2 separate regions of the Rattus norvegicus genome follow, and region 2 is linked to region 1. A link is a contact called in public Hi-C data. All regions are on one chromosome and are shown on one strand. Each heading gives the region's core, a stretch centred on a gene start, on an enhancer-like site or on the middle of the called end of the contact. The rest is flanking DNA. Distances are from core to core; before and after follow the strand shown. Region 1 overlaps Mta3 (metastasis associated 1 family, member 3). Region 2 has its middle 13 kb from the start of Kcng3.

Region 1 (5,496 bases), core at 2,669-5,168:
TCAGTCCCGGCCTGCCACCAGAAAGCCTGCCGCTCACTAATCCAAGTAGTGGGTCTTTGTGCAGTTTATTAACTGTTTGGTGCCATGGGTTCATTACCTGTAGCACATCCTGGTGTTCAAGGCTACAACAACAGAGTCTTTCTTTGACTCTGCTCCCCAAGTTACTTAGTTTCCAGAGCTTAGGCAGGAAAGAAAAGCCAGAGCACTACCCTCTGGGAGCACTACCCTGGGAGTGAGGCATGTCACTGACAACACTGAGGCTGCTTTGCAGGCCAAGGGGTGGCCTTGTGGTCAACACCACAAATGGGTGGAGCAGGCTGGCACTCTACCAATGCCAGTGACAATAGACTGCATACATGGCACATGCAACATTGGTGCCATGGCCACACTACCTGGTTACTTCACGGCCATCTTTCTTTGTGTGATATTCCCTCCACAATATTCCCACAGTGAGAGAAGGCAGGGTTTGACTTACACTACTTACCACCTAGGGGAGGGGGGAGGGGATCAGCTGAATGTAAGCATTTCTCGTTGACGGTCTCCCCTCTGTGTACTATATAAAACACATTCTATTCATGTATGAACCTTCCGTGAGCCCAGGATATTCTGTTTTGTTTGCATTTTGAACTCTTGTTCTGCCTGTCCCTACCTCCCAAGAGACAGGGCAACAGGGGTGCACTATGGAGCAGGGTCTTCTGACTCTTTTAACAATATACATCGCATATATCTTAGATTAGCAGCACTGGAAATCTGCAGTTCAGCTGCATTCATAACAGAACTCGAAATGAGGAAGTCAGAATCAGGCGTGAACAGTTACCTGCCCCCAATATATTACTGGAGACTGACAAAAGGGATAGGATAGATGAGCAAACAGTCCAGGAATGCTAAAAGCCTGCTGGAGTCCCCTCCGTAAACTCCACAAGGAAAATGGACAGTGAAAGGCCACTGTGAGCTTTTCATATATCCTGTCTGGCAAGTAATCCCCAAACTCTCTATCCAGAGGTTAGCATCAGTCTTAACCAGGCCCACAAGGAATTCCTAGGACCTCAAGATTCCAAATGAACCTGAAGCCACAGCAGTTTAAAGAGGAAGCCAAGGTTAACACCTATGTCTGTCTGTCTGTCCAACCTACCCCATCTCTGTTTCTCTCCACCCTGTCTGTGTCTGTCTGTCTGTCTGTCTGTCTGTCTGTCTGTCTGTGTCTCTCTCTCTCTTACACATGCACACACGTGCACCCCTTACATCTTTAAGAAAAGCTAACCAAGAAAGATAGCACTGTTCTAATGAAGAGGAGGCAGGGGGCGGGTAGAAAAGAAAGCTGGTGGAACAAGAAAGGCCTTGGTAGAGACAAGAATGGATATGATTCAGCAGTACAGCCCACAGCTGCCTGCGCCTCCAGGTCTACTTCTGTTTTTTTTTAATGGTTGTAGTAATGAGCTGGGTGTATGTGATGGCGTACGCCTTTAATCCCAGGGTGGCAGAGCCAGAGGCAAGTGTATTCTCTGTGGATTCAAGGCCAGTCTGGTCTACAGACTGAGTTCAGGCCAGCCAGGCACATAGCGAGACTGTCTCTAAACAAATACACTTATTTATATCACTGTAATTTTGAAAATAATGTGATAAAGTGAACTCTTAACAAACAAGCAGTGATGGAAACACTGGAGAGTCAGAAGTCGCCTTCTCAGAAGGTGTATAATAGCAGTAAGCCTGTTATTATACACTGGTACACACCTGGGATTCTAGCACAAAAGGGTGGAGGCAGGAGGATTAGGCTCATCTAACTTCCACACCCACAGGTCATGAACATAATAATAAAAGTAGGTCTTCTAGTAAGTACACAGACATATACACAGGTTTGTTTAAAATGCTTCTTTCATAGTCTTCAGCCAGGTGCGATGGCTGATCTTGCATCTGGATGACTCTGCAGGCAGGAGAGTGTCTCAGGCTCAAGAGTTTCAGGTTACCCTGAAGAGGCAGTTTTATTTACAAGATCTCGGGCTGACGTATCCCACACAGGAGATTGAGTCAAGCCCCGAGCCTCTCTAGGCAGGAGCTTATATAGGGAAAACCAGGGGTTTCGTGTGGATACACATTATTGGCTAATACAAAGGGTGCACAGTTACTTTTGGCACGGAGTTACATCAACAAAGCATACGTGTAATCTAGCATCTCAGCAATGTGGGCAGGGCAACTCATCTCACTGCAGCAGGGGGATGACCCATCCTCAGGGAGTGAAGGAAGGGGAGGGGGTGGCTCCAGATGGCCAGTGTCCTTGGGAGCTGATAGTCGGGCTGGTGAGCCCTATCTCAAATTCTCTCAGGCATGTCTGGACTTTGTTTGAGACTAACTTTTTGAAATTTAACTCTTCATACTCAACACCGTGCTATATTCATTCACTTACGTGCACCATGCACTCACACACACAACAAAAAGTGAAATTAAAACAGCAATAAAACCACCACCAAATAATCCAGGCACTGAGACAGAAGCAGGAGGATCAGAGTTTCAACATCCCCCATACCTACACAGTGAGTTCAAGGCCAGCCTTGATCACATGAGCCCCTGTCTCAAATTTTTTTTCTTTTTTAAAGAAACATTTGGATGTGCTTGGGAGTGTGTGTGAAATGCCTGAATATGAGCAAAGTATAACAAGTATGAAAATATCATAATAAGGGGCTGGAGAGATGGCTCAGTGGATAAGAGCACTGCCTGCTCTCCCAGAGGTCCCAAGTTCAATTCCCAGCAACCACATGGTGGCTCACAACCATCTGTAATGGAATCCAATGCCCTCTTCTGGTGTGTCTGAAGACAGCTACAGTGTACTGATATAAATAAAATAAATAAATCTTTTTTTAAAAAAAAGAATATAGGGGCTGGGGATTTAGCTCAGTGGTAGAGCGCTTACCTAGGAAGCGCAAGGCCCTGGGTTCGGTCCCCAGCTCCGAAAAAAAAAAAAAAGAATATAATAAAACACAATATTTGAACATTAAAAATTCACCCCCAAATTGAAATGTGGTTATCACAGCGATAGTCTCAATAGTGATAGCAACAGTGACCCCTTCTGTATAAAAAAGAATAAAATACTGTCAGTGACCTAAGGCCAAGCAGATAGATGAACAGGGAAAAGCACAAAGCCTGAAGAAACCAAACAAGTAGCGTCCTGCTACTCTCCACCCATTCCCTAACACTGTTCACTTGTCCCAGCTCACAAACAAGAGGTCACTCAGGAGCCCAGTTAACCAACTGCTAACCTGAGTCAACTTCATAGTCAACGGCTAACAGCCAAAGATCTCCGATTCTACGGAATGGTTATAATTGAGCAAGCAGCCAAAGATTACCCCAAATGGCAAAAGGCTTCTTACCAAGGTGATGTCTCGGGAGGCCGCAGCCGCGCTCATATGCAGGCTGGGCTGCCTCACAGAGCTGCTGCAATCCAGGGCACGGGCAAATGTTCCCACGGCACTGAGGAAGCCAAACACAGTTGAGAACAGTGAGCCAGGTACTCCTTTAATTTTTTAAAAAACTCTCTGTTTTACATTTAGTGTGTGAGAAGGGTGTCTGTGTGTGCCTATATGTGTGTGTGCTTGTATGTATGTGCGCCTGTGTGTATGCCTTTGTGTCTGGTGTGTGTTTGTGTGTGCCTGTGTGTGTGATGTGTGTGTGATGTGTGTGTGTGTGTGTGTGTGTGTGTTATGGGAAATGCCAAGCCATATGTATATGTGTGCACACATGCAGAAAGCAGAGGTCAGCTCCAGCATTACTGGTAGGAGCTGTCCCCTTATTTTTGAGAGAGTTGTTCACACTAGAACCTAAGGGCTTACATCTAGGACAGCAAGTCAGGGTGTCCCCACTTGCCTCCACAGCACAGGGCTTACAAGCCCACATCAGCACATACAAGTCTGAGGGACTGAACTTAGGCCTTCATGCTTTACCAGCATAAGCTTGACTGACAGAGGAAGCTGTGGGCCAGCCCCTCCCTGCCTTTATGTTTTAACTGGAAGCAGGAACTGAAGCAGAAACCAGGGAGGACGACTACACTTTTGGATAGTAAATTAGTAAATAATTAACTCTAAAAGAAAGGAAAAACAAATTGTTGGATGTTTCGGAATTAAATATCAATTGAAAGGTATTTTTCTTGTTTAAAGTTTAACACAGACTGAGTAATCCTGAGAAGTAAAATTTTCAAAAATTCCAAACCTTTGAGTACTGATGTGACACCATAAATAATTCTGTTCTAAACTTTGTTTCCTGTACAACCTCATCTGCATGAAGGATGGTGTGGTGGCAAATCCCTTTAATCCCAGTGCTAGGGAGGCTGAGGCAGGAGGATATCTATGAGTTGGAAGCCAGCCTGGTCTACATAGTGAGTTCCTGGCCAGCCAAGGCTACATGGCGAGACCCTATCTGAAAACAAAACAACAAAAACGTATTGTATGAACTTCCTTTCAAGCTCTATATAATACGTATGAAACAAACGATTTTCATGTTTAGTCTGGGGACCCATCCCCAAGACAGCTCATCACACAGGCAGATGCCAAATCCGAAACAAACCACAAACCTGGACTGTGAAAAGTTCTGGTTCCAAGCACTTACGCGTATGTGGGTAATTATCATTCAAGCAAGGAGAAAAAAACCAAACTGAAAAAACCCCAAACCTGTGTGGTCATAGAGAAGGAAAGGAAGATGGAGTCTAAAATGCCGCGGGACAGATCATTTGGTATTCAGACGTGCTCAAAAATAGGAAAAGGAAATGAACTGAGAGTTTGACTACCACCGTGAAGCAAGTTCTAAATACCAACCGTGGAATCCCAGGAACGTTTCTCACATAGAATGTTATAACAGAAACCCCTTCCTGTGGAGACTCAAAATAATACATTTTTTTTTACTACATCCTTTTTAAGAAGCAACTTCCACAGCACCGATTTCCATTTGTAATAATCTAGAGCCTTTGTGTGTGCAAGGAGCCTTACTTAATCCCACGGGTGCAGGATGCATGGGCTGCCTGCTTTGCTAAATGTGAGAGCTGGGGAAGGTGTTTCTTCACCTCAGTTTACTTAAAATCTGATCGGTAATAAAAAGCCCTACCATACTATACAGATACTCGGTTCTCACAGAGTCAATGTGGCCAGGGTCCAACCAACTCCCACGTGAAGAATTAGAAGGTGGTCAACCCTTCCCACACTCCTCCCAAAAGGACCAACCACTGCAACTTCAAAAACAAACAAACAAACAAACAAACAAACAAACAAACAGATCAACATGGCTGACTGTGGTGACTCAGGTCTTCAGTCTGGGAGTCAGAGGCAAGAGGATCTCTGTGAGTTCCAGGCCAGCCAGGGTTACACAGTGAGACCCTGTTTCAAACAAACAAAAGCTAATAATAACCGCAGATACAAAAATGACACCGTACCAGGCTCTCACTGTGAAGTTGAGGCCAGCCCATAGCTTCCCAAGTGTTGGAACTATAGGTGTGCGCTGTCATTACTGGCACCACCA
Region 2 (5,882 bases), core at 3,347-5,846, 110 kb after region 1:
CAAGACCCTAACTTAGACAAAGACAAACACCCACAAGACCAATCCCTAGGCTACTTATCAGCTTCTAAACCTATGCCCATCCTTGTCACTTCCTGGGTAAGCCAGTTCAGTTTTGCATGGGTGTTCTTCTCCATTCTAGTCAGTCTTCCTGGTTTCTTTGCACATGCTAGCAATCATTCTCTGCCTTGCCTTTCCTCTCAGTTTAAAGCTGCATGCTGGGTGTGGTAGCTCACACCTGCGACCCCAAGATTTGGAAGGCTGAAGCAGGAGGATTGCTGCCAGTTTAATGCCAGCCTAGGCAGCATAGGGAGTCAGTCACAGGACCCCTTGGCTTCACGAGCTTGCTGCCTGTCAGAAACACAGGTGGATATGTCTGTATCTTTCCATAATGTCAGAATTGATCGTAAAATAATGATGTTTTGTTAGTCCACTGGCTACAACTCATCTCACAGTGCCAAGCCGATCTGTCTTACCGCTGGCTATTATGGGTTCATCTTTTCCAATGTGGTGTGTGTATGGGGTGTGTATGTGTGTGTGGGTGTTGTGAGTGTATATATGGCCCATGTGTGGTATATGTATGAATGAGGTATACACGAGTGTATAGTGTATATGTAGGCACCAGAGTAGGATGTCGTATGAAGTGTCTTATGTTGCTTTGGGCTTTATTGCCTTGAAAGAGGGTCTCTCAGTGAACTAGAAGCTTTCTTGCTCTTTGGGGTCCGGGGACCTGGCTAGCCAGTGCACTCTCAGGATCCATTCCACAGGCTGAGATTAGAGCCATGTACCAGGCCTCAAAAGTTCCTTTGTAAATGGAATATTCACGGGCAAGGCCCATTCTGAAAGTCCCTCCTGGGAGGTGCTGGGTGTGACGACACACCTGTAATCTCAGCCTTTGGCCAGTGCAGGTAAGAAGGCCAGCAGTTCACCCACATGCTGAGTGGCGGGCTGTAGGAAACCCAGTCTCAGAGAGGAGAACAGGGCCAGCAAGATGGCTCGGCAGGTCAAGGTGGTTGTTTCCAAACCTGATGACCTAGTCCAACCTTCAGACCCACAACGTAGAAGGAGAGGAGCAGCAACTGAAAGCTGTTCTCTTACATCATACATGTACCATGCTGCGCTTGTGTGGCTGGCTATGCATGTGTACACACTGTCTCTGTGTGTGTGTGTGTGTGTGTGTGTGTGTGGTTTAGTTTGTAGTGTTTGCCTAGCGTACACTTATCCCTGGGTTTGTTTCTCCAGCGTCCCATCAGGTCAGCCTGGTTGAACATGCCTGTAATTCCAGCCCTGGAGGGGGAGAAGCATGAGGATCAGTAGTTCTAGGTCATTCTCCATTGCCTGTGGAAGTGAAGGCCAGCCGGGGCTAAGGAGGCCCTCTCTCAAACAAACTATAACAACAAACCCATCGCACAAATGGAGTGACTTACGCCACAGCGCAGAGTAGTTGTTACAGACAGAGACACGGGAGCTGCTTAAGCAGCATGTGGAGGAGCTGGCTCCGTGGGCTGATACCAGGAGATGGTGCATCTGTATTTACTGTCTTAGGACTCAGTTCCTGCAGCCTGTTCCCCTCCCCTGATGCAAGGGCAAAGCCATTTTCTAAAATGAGTCCTGGAGTTTGCACGCCTGTAAACGTTTTAATCCTGCCCAGCCATTGATAAGGAAGGAGAGTGTGTTACCGGGTTGGGCTGGAATCCCAAGCCAGAGAAACCTCTCAAGAAGTTTCAAGAAAGCAGGTCCGTTTTCTATGCTCTTGAAAAAGTTGGGATCATAAGGAGACAAACCCCTGTTGTTTGTGCATCCTTCCTACTGCTGACACCCTGAACCCCAGCCCGATCCCTCTCCCAAGTGCACACTGAGGCTTTACAGAAACTATAACACTGAACATGGGGGTTCTGGAATGCAGCTCCGTGGTAGACAGGCAGAGCCTTAGGTTGGTCACACAGTGTTGGGAAAACATGCAAAACAACCACACACAGGTGGTGGTGGCAACACATGGCTTTAATCGGGAGTCAGAGGTAGGTGGATTTTTTTAGAGGCCAGCCTGGTCTACAGAGGAAGTTCTAGGACAGCCAGGAATACACAGAGAGACCCTGTCACGAAACAACAACAAAACACGACCAAACAAAAAGCACAGTTGTTTTCAAAGACCGTAGGGACTTGAGTCTACACAGCGACTCTCTCAGCTGCCTAGCCTACTCTTAGAGTGTGTACCATGTCGAGGAGTAAGGGAAGAACGACTGTGGAAGATAACCACACTTTGCCTGTTTTCATATTGCAAGCCTGCATTTCCCACACTCCCATTCTGTCTGCGACCTGCTATGGAATAGCAGCAGGATTGGGAGAGCTCACTGGCATCTGGAGCCCTGCCCCGCCCTTCCCAGAGTCCTTGACAAACCTCATGTGGATGTAACTTGCTAGGAGTCTTTCTCTGATTGGCCAGAGGCTCTGAGGCTCCAATTTCTTGGTGTGACCTTTGCTCTTCTCATGTATGCCTCCTAGTGGCTCTCCAGGGAAGGTTCATTTCTTTCCTCTAACCTGCAGTGTGTGTGCGTATGTGCATGCGTGTATCCGTGCCCTAATTTTCTTCTAGAGATGGAATGATGACTGTTTTATCTCCACAAAGGGCAGAGAGTAAATGCTGAGGAGTTGAAGGCTGTGTAGTCACTATCTCACCTAGTCAAGCCTACCTGTGAGGTAGCATCCTTATAAATACTAACAGAAATGAGTGATGGGTGTAGAGATGTTTAAATAAACTGTATTTAGAAAAAACATTATTTAGAGAAGCAGGAGCCAGAAAGGTGGCTCAGTGTGTGAAAGGCACTTTCTCTGCAGGTCTGGTAACCCGGGTTTGAGCCCTAGAACCCACACAAAGGTAAGAAAAAACTGACTCAAAAAAAATCTCCACATGTAAGTCACATACATCTCTCTCGCCTCCCTTTACACACTACTACTACCACCACCACTACTACTACTACTACTACTACTACTGCTGCTGCTGCTGCTGCTGCTGCTGCTGCTGCTGCTACTACTACTACTACTACTACTACTGCTACTACTACTGCTACTACTACTACTGCTACTACTGCTACTGCTACTGCTACTACTACTACTACTACTACTGCTACTACTACTACTGCTACTACTACTGCTACTACTACTACTGCTACTACTACTGCTACTACTACTACTGCTACTACTACTGCTACTACTACTACTACTACTACTACTACTGCTACTGCTACTACTACAAGTTTTGGAAAATCGGTCATTGGAACCAGGCCTGTAATTCCAGCACTTAGCAGGCTGAGGCAGGGGTATTGCTTTGAGTTCAAGGTTAATCATGGATGCATAATGAAAAAAAAAAAAAACCGAGCCAACTTAATAACTTAGCAAATAAATAAAACGACAGTGGAGACATAGCTGAACTTAGGATTGGTGAGGCCCTGGGTTTTATCTCTAGCATTGCAAAAGAAAGAAAAAGGCGGGTAATAGTTTGCCGACCTCAGACCTGGAGCATCTGGTACTCTGTCACTCTCGCTGGGTGTTTAGAGCATCAATCTATTTGAACGGTGCAGCCACAAGAAAGGCTTGTGTCTGACTGAGGTCAGCATCAAGAGATGTTCCGCTCAAGTGGTGGCTCACACCTTTCATCCCAGCACTTGGGAGGCAGAGGTAGAGGCAGGAGGATCTCTGTGAGTTTGAGGCCAGCCTGGTCTACAAAGTGAGTTAGAAAACAGCCAGGGTTACACAGAGAAACCCACTCTCAAAAAACCCAAAACAACAAAGAGAGAAAGGGCTGGGATGGAGGTCCAGGTCTCAAGACATTTGTTTTAGCACAGGTTGGTGGTACATGTCTGTTATCACAATTTCTCAGGAGGCTGAGGCAGGGCCATCAAAACTCTGAGGTCAGCCTGGGCTACAGAATGAATTTAAGGCCAGCTTCACGTGGGAGTGGACACCCTTCAGTCCACTTCAGTACAGGACTGGAAAGGGAGAGAGGGAGGGAGGGCGAGAGAATGAGTTGGGGGAGGGCTTTGAGAGAGAACATTTGTTCAACTGAGACTGACTGACCCACACTCAATGCCTGCCTAACTCTTTCTGAAATTCTGAGCGAAGGTCAGATAGTCTAAATCATACTCCAAGAATGAGAGCCTCCCCCAGGCAAAGGTGAGCTGAGATGTTCTCTGGAGGAGCAGCTGGGGACCACAGCCTCTCTGTCATTGATTTAGCTAGTCTATAAAATTGAGGGCAGCCTAAACATTCCTCTAACCCCCACCTCCCCCAGAGGCCTGAGTCCAATGACAGAGCACTATTACTGTATACCTCCCATTTTCATAGTCTGGGAAAATATAGTTTTCTTGGCATTATTAAAATTGGGGTTCCCGTTGGCCTTGTAACTCTGGATGCCTCGGTGATGTCTAATCTATACAGGATATAAATCTCACTCCTGAAGTTGGCTACCGGGCTGAAAGTACAGCGAGCCGTAAACTGCGAGTCTTGACGAAACATGACTCAGCAGAAGTTACACACCATTTGTCTTTCCACAAGCGTCCATTGCTATCGACACGGGCCACTGGAACAGCTACCGAGGGCTTGCTAATCCCTCTACAACTGTCCAAGTTCAACGCACTGTGAACCTGGAGGCTGGGATGCCCGGGCGTCCTCGGAGGACTTGGCGAGCCTATTTTCTTCTCTTCTGAGATTTACACTGACATGTACTCTGACTGTTCCTGCAGCTTCATCCATCACGAGAGAAGCCAGTGAAAGGGTACAAAAGCCTCTTGGCTACACAGATTCCTGTTTGTGATTACTTCCCTCTGGAGAAGAAAACAAATCCTACTTGGAAGACAAAGTCCTAGCAAACTTTAAGCAGAGGGCTCGGCTACTTCGGCCAGAAAAGGTGATTTTTTTTCCAGACAGACACTTAAGTCACCCAGGGGGCTGCATGGAAGAATCCTGCAAAGCTGGGAGGGTCACGGCAAGAGAGCTACCACAGGAGAGTTACAGCAGGTACTCATCGCCTGGCTTGGTGAGCCACGGGCTCTGCTCCCTGACCCAGACCTGATTCAGGCTTATAGTAACAAAAATGAAGCTTTTCAGGGTCGTCTCTAAAAACCACAACTAAAAACCAGGCGTAGTGGCTCACATCTTTAACCCCGGCACTCAGAAGGCAGAGGCAGAAGGTTTTCTGTGAGTTGAAAGCTAGCCTGGTTTAAATAGGGAGCTCTAGGCTAGCTAGAGCTGCAGGAGAACCCATCTGTGGTGGTTTGCATATGCTTGGCCCAGGGAGGTACTGTTAGGGGGTGTGGCCCTGCCGGAGTAGGCGTGTCACTGTGGGTGTGGCTTTAAGACCCTCATCCTGGCTGCCTGGAAGCCAGTCTTCTGCTAGCAGCCTTAGGATGAAGATGTAGAACTCTCAGCTCCTCCTGCACCACGCCTGTCTGGATGCTGCCATGCTCCCGCCTTGATGATAACGGACTGGACCTCTGAACCTGTAAACCAGCCCCAATTAAATGTTGCTCTTATAAGGGTTGCCTTGGTCATGGTGTCTCTTCACAGCAGCAAAACCCTAACTAAGACACCATCTCAAGAAATTAGTGGATGGGGGTTGGGGATTTAGCTCAGTGGTAGAGCGCTTGCCTAGCAACCGCAAGGCCCTGGGTTCGGTCCCCAGCTCCGAAAAAAAAGAAAAAAAAATTAATGGATGAATAAATAAATTAATGAAATAAATTGGTGGTGTGGAGACGGCTTAGGGGGTAAAGATGCTCACTGGAAGCCTACTTACCTGATTTCCACACAGGTTGGAAGAGAATGACTCCCACAAATTGTCTTCTGGCCTCTATAAAGATACCCTGCCCTCCACACAAATATAACAGTAACAA

The links. A called contact is a pair of places that touch in the nucleus more often than the background predicts.
Region 2: a contact with region 1 is called in a Hi-C map of kidney, with 2.9 times the contacts expected there. The contact joins two enhancer-like sites. A contact is called at or near these places in 3 of 12 Hi-C or Micro-C datasets (kidney, liver and mammary epithelial cells).

The regions. Positions count from the first base shown.
Region 1 is chr6:16,674,418-16,679,913 of GRCr8, forward strand. Mta3 (metastasis associated 1 family, member 3) reads right to left here. Exons shown (of 17, transcript NM_001106705.2): 8 at 3,363-3,462. Among named protein-coding and RNA genes, the nearest start is that of Mta3, 62 kb to the right of the region's middle. Within about 2 kb of position 3,919, at least 1 of the 93 cell types and tissues checked has an H3K27ac peak or open chromatin away from gene starts, as enhancers often do. A contact at or near this core is called in kidney, where this site is marked.
Region 2 is chr6:16,788,030-16,793,911 of GRCr8, forward strand. No RefSeq gene overlaps it. Among named protein-coding and RNA genes, the nearest start is that of Kcng3, 13 kb to the right of the region's middle. Within about 2 kb of position 4,597, at least 2 of the 93 cell types and tissues checked have an H3K27ac peak or open chromatin away from gene starts, as enhancers often do. A contact at or near this core is called in kidney, where this site is marked.